Linked DNA regions of Sus scrofa: region 2 is linked to region 1. Evidence: chromatin contacts called from public Hi-C data. All regions are on one chromosome and are shown on one strand. Each heading gives the region's core, a stretch centred on a gene start, on an enhancer-like site or on the middle of the called end of the contact. The rest is flanking DNA. Distances are from core to core; before and after follow the strand shown. Region 1 overlaps PDHX (pyruvate dehydrogenase protein X component, mitochondrial). Region 2 holds the start of APIP (methylthioribulose-1-phosphate dehydratase).

Region 1 (5,564 bases), core at 1,911-4,410:
TTTTGACGAGTCCCTTCTTTATGTTGAGAAAATTTGTATTCCTATCTTGCTTAGAATTTTAAGCATGAATGAATGTTGAAATTTTGTCAAATACTTTTTGTGCATCCTTTGAAATAATCCTTCAGTTCCCTTTTAAGATGGTCAGTTATATTGGTTGATTTCCAAGTATTGAATTAGCTTTGTTTACATGAGTGACTCCTCATTAATGGGTGATTAAAACTCATTTAATCATTAAAAATTTTCTCATATATTGTTTTATCCCATTTTCTAAAATTTTCCTGAGAATCTTTACACCTATGTACATGAGAAATACCTGCCTGTAGTTTTTCTTTTATTGAGGTTTTTTTTTTTTTTTTTTCTCTGAGTTTGTTTTTAGATCACATGAGGAGTTGGGACATGTTCCTTATTCATTTATTTTTTAGAAGTCTTTGAATAGAATTGGTTTTTACTTCCTTTTTAGTTGTTTGGTAGAATTTACCAGTGAACTTGTCTAAGCCTGTTATTTTCTTTATGAGGAGATTTTTAACTACAAATTAAATTTTTTTTTTTTATTTTATTTTCCCACTGTACAGCAAGGGGGTCAGGTTATCCTTACATGTATACATTACAATTACATTTTTCCCCCCACCCTTTGTTCTGTTGCAACATGAGTATCTAGACATAGTTCTCAATGCTATTCAGCAGGATCTCCTTGTAAATAAATTTTTGAAGTAGATATTTATTTCTTCTTAAATGCGCTTTGGTACTTTGTGTTCTTCAAGGAATTTGTTATGTCACCTAAGATATCAAATTTATTGACATAGAGTTGGTCACAATATTACCTTATACTTTTTTTTTTTTTGGTCTTTTTTTTTTTTTTTTTTTTTTTTGCCATTTCTTGGGCCACTTCCGCGGCATATGGAGGTTCCCCGGCTAGGGGTCGAATCGGAGCTGTAGCTGCCAGCCTACGCCAGAGCCACAGCAACGCAAGATCCGAGCCGAGTCTGCAATCTACACCACAGCTCACGGCAACGCCAGATCGTTAACCCACTGAGCAAGGGCAGGGATCGAACCCTCAACCTCATGGTTCCTAGTCGGATTCGTTAACCACTGCGCCACGATGGGAACTCCAACCTTATTATACTTTTAACATCTCTGTATACAGTCAGCCCTTCATATCCACTGCTTTTGCATCTGTGAATTAAACCAACCACAGATTAAAAAAATAAAATTCCAGAAAGTTCTAAAAACCAAAACTTAAATTTGCTGTGCACTGCCAATTATTTACATAGCATTTACATTGTATTAGGTACTCTAAATATTCTAGAGATGATTTAAAGTATATGGGAGGCTGTATATCAGTTATATGCAAATACTATACTATTTCACATAAGGGGCTTGAGCACCTCGGATTTTGGTATCCAAGAGGTTTCAGATACTAAGGGATGACTAAAATCTCTTTTTTAAATGAATTTTATTACATTTATAGTTGTACAATGATCATCACATCCCAATTTTATAGCATTTCCATCCCAAATCCCCAGCGCATCCCCCCACCCCCCAACCTGTCTCATTTGGAAACCATAATTTTTTCATAGTCTGTGAGTCAGTATCTGTTCTGCAAAGACGTTCACTGTGTCCCTTTTTTAGATTCCACATGTAAGTGATAGCATATGATGTTGGTGAGGGATGACTATATTCTGAAGTGAGATTACCGTTTTTTGGGTTTTTTTCCCATTTTTGGCCACCCTGCTGCATATGGAGCTAGCTCATGGGCCAGGGATCAGATCTGAGCCACACTCTCTACCTAAGCCACAACTGTGGCAATGTCAGATCTTTGACCCACTGTGCCAGGCCAGGGATCGAACCTGTGTCTTAGGACTCCCAAGATGTCACAGATCCTGTTGTGCCACAGCAGGAGCTCTGAGATTACCATATTTTATGTCAGTAATCTGTCTTCTTTCTTGATCAGTCTTGCTCGAGGATATCAATGTTATTGATATCTTCAAAGACCCAGTATTTGATTTTACTAACTTTTTCTTACTTCTATAATTGTGTTTTTGTTGATTTTCACTCTTAACTTTATTATTTCCTTCTTTCTATTTGCTTTGGCTTTAATTTGCTCTTTTTTCCTGTAGTTCCTTAAGGTGAAAATTAATGTCAATATAATAATAAACTTTATTTATTCTAGTAAACTTTGTTTTCTTTCTTTCTTTTTTTTTTTTTTTTTGGTCTTTTTGTCCTCTTTAGGGCTGCACCCCTGGCTATGGATGTTCCTAGGATAGGGGTCTAATTGCCAGAGCCACAGCAATACCAGATCTGAGCTGTATCTGCAGCCTACACCACAGCTCACAGCAACACCGGATCCTTAACCCACTGAGCAAGGCCAGGGATTGAACCTGCAACCTCATGGTTCCTAGTCAGATTCGTTAACTGCTGAGCCACGACGGGAACTTAAACTTTATTTTCTAATGTAAGCATATACTTTAAAGTTCCCTTTAAGTAGTGTTTTAGCTGTATCCCATAAATTTTTACATATTTTGTTTTCCTTCCTATTTGAGTCAGGATTTTTGTAATTTTCCTTAGGATTTCTTTTTTTTATTGCATTATGTATTTAGAATTATAAGTTTAATTTCCAAATATTTAGGGACTTTTCAGTTATCTTTATTATAATTTCTAGTTTAACTCCATTGTATTTAGAGAACACACTTTGTATGATTTAATTTTTTTAAAGTCTTTGAGATTTTATTTGATAGTCATAATGTTATTGAGTCCAGGTTCATCCTCCTCCCTGCATGACAGGCCAGTAATTCAACAGACAAGGTGTTGAGGCAAATAGTAGCAGCTTTATCTGGAAGCCAGCAGGCTGAGAAGACGGCAGACTCGTGTCCCAAAGAACCATCTTACCTGAGTTAGAATTCAAGCTTCTTTTTGTGCTAAAAGGGTAAAGGGTGTGATTGGTTATCGCAGACCTCTTGGTGCTGGAATCCTTTGTTCTTACGGCTCCAGGTAGATGTGGTCACAGTGTTCCTGTAAACCTCCAGCAAGGCCATTGTTATTTTCTGTTCTTCAGCTTTCATCTCTATATGAATGGGAAAGTACACACCCTTAAAGGTCAGGCCTGGAAGGCAGCTCTTCTAGTAAGAGCTACTGTGCATATTTCAGGCTGTAGGTGGTAATCATTTACAAAGGGGCAGAGCCAGTATGACTCAGCTCAGGCAGCAGAGCACAAAGTTAAGAGCTAAAGGAGTAGAGCCAACATGAAGTCAGGTTTGTTTTTCTCTATCAGGATAACAGGATCTATCTTGGTGAATGTTTCATGTGTACTTGAAAAGAATGTTATGTTCTGCTTTTTGAAGCGAGTTCTATAAATATTGGTTAGGTGAAGTTGGTTGATAGTGTTGTTTTTATCTTCTATACCTTTATTGTTTTCCTATCTCTCTGTTCTATTCTTAAAAGAGTAGCATTAAAATCCTTAATTATGGTTGTAGATTTGTCTGTTTCTCTTCTTGGTTTTATCAGTTTTTGCTTCATGTATTTGGAAGATCTGTTATTAGGCACATACACATTTAGGATTTTTACATTTTCTTGATGAATTATACCCATCATATAATGTTCTGGCTGTTCTGGTATAATATTCTTTATCCTCAAACTTTTGCTGATGTTTGTATAGACATTCCAGCTTTCTTTGATTTGTATTTTTTTTTTTTTTTTTTTTGTCTTTTTGCCATTTCTTGGGCTGCTTCCGCGGCGTATGGAGGTTCCCAGGCTAGGGGTCGAATCGGAGCTACAGCAGCCAGCCTACGCCAGAGCCACAGCAACTCCACAGCAACTCGGGATCTAAGCCGCATCTGTGACCTATACACCACAGCTCACAGCAACGCTGGATCCTTAACCCACTGAGCAAGGCCAGGGATCGAACCCGCAACCTCATGGTTCCTAGTCAGATTTGTTAACCACTGAGCCATGATGGGAACTCCTGTATTTTTATATTACATCTTTTTACATCTTTGTACTCTTAATGAACTCAACGGGTTCAGTTCTGGACCATCACAATAAAGCAAATCCTTTGCCAAAACAAGGTACACCTTTTTTTTTTTTTTTTTGATTCCCAGTCATATAAAGGTTACGTTTCATCAAACTGTAGTCTATTTAGCGTACAATAACATTATGACTAAAAATATTTTATTGCTAAAAATGCTAACCATCATCTGAGTCTTCAGTGAGTTGTAGTGTTTTTGCTGGTGGAGGGTCTTGGCTTGACGTTGATAGCAATTGACTGATTAGGATGGTGATAGCTGAAGGTTAGGGTGGCTGTGGCAGTTTTTAAAAAATAAGACAACAGTGGAGTTTCTTGATTGATGCTCCTTTCACAAACAATTTTTGCAGCAACACTGCTGTTTGATAGCACTATACCCATAGTACACTTCCTTCAAAAGTGAGGTCAGTCTTCTCAAACCCTGCTGCTGCTTGATCAACTAAATTTATGTAGTATTCTAAATCCTCTGTTGTTACTTCAACAGTCTTCACACCAAGAATAGATTCCATCTCAAGAAACTACTTTCCTCATCCATAAAGAGCAACTCCTCATTCTTTCAAGTTTTGTCATGAAATTGCAGTAATTCAGACACATATTCATTTAGGCTCCACTTCTAATTCAAGCTCTCTTGCTGTTTCTACCACACCTGCAATTACTTCCTCCACTGAAGTCTTGAACCCCTCAAGGTTATTCATGAGGCTGGAGTCAACTTCCAAGCTCCTATTAATGTTGATATTTTGACCTCTTTCTATCAATTGCAAATGTTCTTAATGGCATCTAGAATAGTGACTCCTTTATGGAAGGTTTTCAATTGACTTTGCCCAGATCTATCAGAGGAATAACTGTCTATGGCAGCTATAGCTATATGAAATGTATTTCTTAAATAATAAACTTGAAAGTCAGAGTGACTCCTTAATCCAAGGGCTGTATAATGGTTGTTACCAGGAATGAAAATGACATTCACCTTATTGTACATCTCCATCAGAGTTTTTGGGTGACCAGGTGCATTGTCAATGAACAGTAATATTTTGACAGGCAACTTTTTTTTTTTCCTGAGCAGTAGGTCTTCAACAATGGGCTTAATTTTTTTTTTTTTTTTTTTTTTTTTGCTTTCTAGGGCTGCACCTGTGGCATATGGATGCTCCCAGGCTAGGGGTGGAATCAGAGGTACAGCTGCCATCCTGCGCCACAGCCACAGCAACGCCAGATCTGAGCCTGGCTGCGACCTACACCACAGCTCACACAATACTGGATCCTTGACCCACTGAGTGAGGCCAGGGATCGAACTCACATCCTCGTGGATCCTAGTTGGGTTTGTTAACACTCAGCCATGATGGGAACTCAAGCTTAAAATATTCAGTAAACCATGTTGTAAAAAGATATGCTGTTATCAAAGCTTTGTTGTTCCATTTATAGAGCACAGGCAGAGTAGATTTAGTGTAATTCTTAAGGGCCCTAGGATTTTTAGAATAGTAAATTAGCACAGCTTCAACTTAGAAATCACCAACTGCCTAACAAGAGTCAGCCTATCCTTTGAGGCTTTGAA
Region 2 (4,855 bases), core at 707-3,206, 60 kb before region 1:
GATTCCCAGCTGCTGTGGCTATGGTGTAGGGCCAGCAGCTGTAGTTCTGATTGGACCCGTAGCCTGGAATCTCCATATGCCATGCATGCAGTGTGTGCAGCCCTAAAAAAAAAAAAAGTTAAATAGAAAGGATGGACTTTGGGTAAGAAAACTGAAGGAAAGGAAGGCTTCAAGGAATTCCAAGTTTTCAGTTGGCTGAGCAGCTAAGTGGTTAGTGATGCGGTCATAAATATTTGAGTGCCTACCATGCATCAAGCACATCCTGGAAGTTCAGCCATGAATAAGACAAAGTCTCCGCACTGAAGGAATTTATACTCTAGGAAGCAGTTTTAAAAAAGTGATGTTGACTGAAAAAAAAAGGCACAGTGTGAGTCATGAGTTAAATTTTATTTGAGGCAAAATGAGGCCTGGGAGACAGCCTCTCAGCGCCGAGGGAGGAACTGCTAGAAGCGGGGGGGGGGAGTTCAGTATATATGTGATTTGGGGAAGGTGGATACCTGAAATCAAGCACCTGCTTCTGCAGAGGATTTCACTAATCATGAGGAGCAGATGGCACCATTAATGATCTTACTGCTCTTCTAGATATGAGAAGACACAAGAAATTGGGGTCATAAAATCTCCTGAAAATATCTAACTATCAGAAGGCCTAGTCTGCCAGTTTTTCACAGAACACAGAGTGCCTCATTCCTGATCTCCCTGGCCTTCTTTCAAGAGTGTGCTGAAGGTCAGCGGCTGACTGCAGCGGCTAATGACCTAAACCTTGTGGAGGCAGCGGGTGGGTGACAATTTTTAGTTGGCAGTGAAAAGAGGAATAAATACGTAAATTGTAATAAGTGAGAGGAAGAAAACAAGTGACTTTGCTCATCTCTGGAAAGTCATTTATTCACAGAAATACTGGCTGATAAGTTTTTCCTAATAAAATCTGCCACCTTTTACTTTTTAATTGGGACCTTCTGCCCCAAGGAAGAATAACAGGAGGAATAAAGAATCAGGTCGTGATTTGAGGGGGAATTCCCAGTCTCTTCAGCAGCGCTTCTCACTTGTAATGGTTTACTGGTCTAGCTCTCCTCCAGAACCCAGGCCATTGTCTTAATTACCACCCTGAGCACATGGGTGTTCCATAAATTGTTGGCATGCAGAAGTGAATGAAAAGTTATGTGCAGCCCGAGGGTGGAATCTTCCTGTGACTTCTGCTTAAGGAAAAATCCTTCCTAGATCATCCCACAACCAATCTAAACAGAAGCAGGCAAAGAGCAACTTGCGCAGAGAAAGTGCCAGCTACTGAACAGATCCGGCTCGGGGACGTTTCCCAAGTACCTACTACGCGCCAAATGTCAGGCTGGTCGCCAGGGCGCAGAAGAGCTCATAGTCTGAGCTCCGTTTCACCCGCGGCTTCACGTTTCCCCGGTCTTCATGAGAAGTTACTTTGAAATACACACTTAATACCGCTCTCCTCCGTTATTTTTCCTTATTCAAGGTTTGGTGCCCAGCTCCTGTCTCCAGAGAACCCCAGCCGGTGGAGCAAAGACCTCAGCGGGAGCCGGGGACTTAGGTCAGCACCCGCAGCGGAAACCGCGGTGCGCGAGGGTCCCGTTGGGTCCGGCCCGAAACCCCACCCCGCCCGCGCCTAGCTTCCGCCGCCGAGCCCCGCAGGCGCCTCGCTTCCAGGGAATAGAAGGCGCCGGCGGCCCCGCCCCTACCTGCGCGAGGCATTGCCGCGAGCTACAGTCTCCCTCTGGAGCGTGACAGCCAGACATGGCCGGGAGCAGAGGTACCCGCGCCCTCCGGTCTTCGCAAGGCTTTGCTCCCGGCCCTCAGTTGGGGCTAACACGGCGAGGCCAGAAATGCAATCAGGCGGTGTGGAGGGCAGTCCGGAGGCGGGGCGGACAAGACGAAAGGCGGGTCCGGGAGGGCCTCGCTGACCGGAGGCCCAACCGCGCAGCCTCATGACCGGGAGGCGAGGCCAACGAGTTTGGAGGCGGAGCTAGAAGAGCTGCTTGATTCCTGCGGTTTACGAGTCGCGGGCGTCCAGGGGGCGTGTCCAACGGGGTGGGAGGCGGGGCCTTGTAGGGCCTTGATGACTGGGCGAACAGGCTGTGCTGAGGGCAGCCCGCGAGAAGGCTGGGAAGATGGCGGCCTCCTGGAGGCTAGGCTGTGACCCGCGGGTGATGCGTTGCCTCCTGGGCTTTGGCAACTGCCCGGGGCTGGTGAAGGGAGCTGCTGGATGGTCTCTCGGCCGCGGAGCTAGTTGGAGATGGTATCACAGCACGCAGTCTCTTTGGGGTGAGTGGCCGGGACGCGCTCAGCTCCTCTGTGCATCTGAGCAACGGGCCTGGGGCAGGGGCTTTTTGATTAAGGGCCTGCACCTGGGTGTGGAGGTGCCCGGAGCCTCCCCGCTCCCTTGGCTTTGTCTCGGGGAGGGTTCTGCTGACTTGGCCTCGTGCATGCCGCAAAGGGTTTTTTGGAAGCTAGGAGAATTTGACTCCGTTCCCTGGCCTCCTGGTTGGTATGGCTTCTCCGTGACCTTGCCTTGGATTTGGGGTTGTGCGGCCTCTCTCAAGCCCCTTCCTAGTCATTGTTAGTTTCCTTTAGAGTTGTCAAGTTGCCCAAGTTTGCTGAGATTTAGACGTCACGTTAGTGGTTTTTATTCATTGTTTTCACCCTTGTCTACTGGAAGATCTTAGAGGCCAGCGGGGTTGCCTCACGCGAGTACTGGTAAAGGACTCAATTTGTAAATGTCTAGGCATCATAGGCATAGGTCCGGAAAAATGTTTTATGCGAAACATGGCTTGAAAGAGTGGAAATTTAGGGGGAGAAGCTTACCAAGAAGTGTCGACTTAAAGCCAGGCCGCCCAAGTGTTGTGAGTTTTAAGTTTTATTCAGAATATGAGTGAGGATTTTAGCCTGGGAGACAGCCGCTCTGCAGAGGTAGAGAAGCCAGATTGTATGTGAATTTTTTGGCTAGGAGATAAATGCGGTTAGGCATACAGGTTGATAAAAGATTACTGCTAATCACAAAGAGCAGATATCTCAGGTTAATGGTTTTAGTATTTTTCTATGAATGGGAAGATATAAGAATTCAGGATCATTAAAATTCTTCTTGAAATGTGTTTCGAATTATCTAAGGGCCTCTTTATCCAAAACACCCAGTGCTTCATCCTGAATTCCTCTCAGGTTGCACTGTCTGTCGCTGGGCAACTGCAGTGGGTTATGATTTAACCCTTGTAGAACTGGATTTGCCATTGAAATTCTTCATTGTTTACAAAACTTATTGTTGAAAGTTGTCTTTAAGTAGTGATATTGACAGAGCTAACACAATTCCTACGGTGTTTAATGGTATATACTGTAGTGTGCCCTGCATTATTTTTCTTTACATGAGGATGGGGGTGGGGCGGATTTTGAGTGTGATGTATTTTCTGCCAGTCTTTAGTCACTCCTCCGCAGGATGAATTGTAATATGAAAAATTAGGTGCAGTAGGCATTGCCCACATATTCTGAAGCTCAGAACAGAAGAATATTTACACAAAGTTACAGGGTATGATGAGTGCGCTGAGATTTTATGATCCTGTAATGAGAACAGTTTATTTCAATTTTTTCTACTTAATGTTTAAAAAATACCTCTTGGAGCAGTGGGTTTTTTTGTTTTGTTTTGTTTGTTTTTAACTGTGTTTACAATTTACTGTCTTCCCTTCCTCCAGTTTGTTAAATATTGAACTTTCTACAGCTCCCAGAGATTCTGTCTGGGGTAGAGCTAAGCAATTTGCATTTTACAAACAACCTTCGGTGCATTTTGATGTTTTATGTTGGTGTTTATAGAGTACACTTTGAGACTTGCTCTCTGAGAAAATCATGGAGTAGGAAGAGCTCAGTGTTAGAAATATTGTGGGAAGAGTGTTCTTAATCTTATTTATAAAACAGTTCCTTTTGAGAATCTTTGACTGTTTTAGACCCTCTCTACAGAGAAAGGGGCAAAGTGTAGTTACACTCCAAAATGTGCATGCAGTGTCAGGGGTTCTCCTGAGACCCAATTTAAGGACTGCTGCCTTTGGAAACTCTTAGGCAATTCTTCACTGATGCATCATGACATTTTGCCTACCCTATAACACACCGTGAACAACTTGTCTAACTGGACATCATCTGTGAGGAATACCAAGGAAGCTGTGTGTTTCCTAGTGCCTCCCTCCCAATATAATCCCTGGTGATTATATTGGGCCCACCTGGATGATCCAGGATTCTTGCTCCATTTCAAGGTGAAGCTCTTTAGCAGTCTTAATTTCTTTTTTAACCTTAATTCCCCCTCGTTGTAACATACTCATAGGTTGGGGTTAGGACATACTACATCTCTGGGGTGGAGGCGGGGCGTTTTATTCTCTCTGCCCCATAAGCTGATGGCTGTGTGTTGTTGGGTAACTCTAGGTTATTGGGAAATCTTGGATTTTTTTTTTCTTAATACTGAGCCAAAATTTGTCTCCTCGCCTTTCACATACAGGTTTTTGTTTTGCCATGATGAACACTTGTGGCAATCCTTATACTATTTGCATTATAAAGCATGGATGTATGGTGTTCCTTTTTGTCTGAGCATAGTGGAAACTTAGGTTTCATAAAATTAAGCAACTGTTTGGTCATCTATAGACTATGTGAATTAGGTTCAGTTATTGAGTTATTTCCTCTTTCATATGTCCATCCAGGATTTAAAAGTCTGTCAGGTGGGAAGTCACTTGAAGTTTTGTTTTCTTAAAAATGTTTGTTGGCAGCGTTTTTATGAACTACTGCATATGCCATGTGCTTAGCACTTGGTAGAATCTCTTTCAGTTTTCACAAAAGCCTAGTGAAGTTGGCATTATCTTCCTTGTTA

What was found. A called contact is a pair of places that touch in the nucleus more often than the background predicts.
Region 2: a contact with region 1 is called in a Hi-C map of liver, with 5 times the contacts expected there. The contact joins the promoter of APIP here to the enhancer-like site in region 1. A contact is called at or near these places in 1 of 5 promoter capture datasets (liver), 6 of 47 Hi-C or Micro-C datasets (alveolar macrophages, blood, liver and 1 more) and 1 of 2 datasets of contacts at active chromatin or transcription factors (alveolar macrophages).

What each region holds. Positions count from the first base shown.
Region 1 is chr2:26,033,002-26,038,565 of Sscrofa11.1, reverse strand. The region is part of intron 9 of PDHX (pyruvate dehydrogenase protein X component, mitochondrial); the gene reads left to right. Among named protein-coding and RNA genes, the nearest start is that of MIR1343, 31 kb to the left of the region's middle. Within about 2 kb of position 3,160, at least 18 of the 83 cell types and tissues checked have an H3K27ac peak or open chromatin away from gene starts, as enhancers often do. A contact at or near this core is called in liver, where this site is marked.
Region 2 is chr2:26,092,121-26,096,975 of Sscrofa11.1, reverse strand. It overlaps APIP (methylthioribulose-1-phosphate dehydratase), which reads right to left and starts at 1,956. Exons shown (of 8, transcript XM_003122870.3): 1 at 1,701-1,956. The coding sequence starts at 1,757. PDHX (pyruvate dehydrogenase protein X component, mitochondrial) reads left to right here and starts at 2,081. Exons shown (of 13, transcript XM_003122869.4): 1 at 2,081-2,283. The coding sequence starts at 2,130.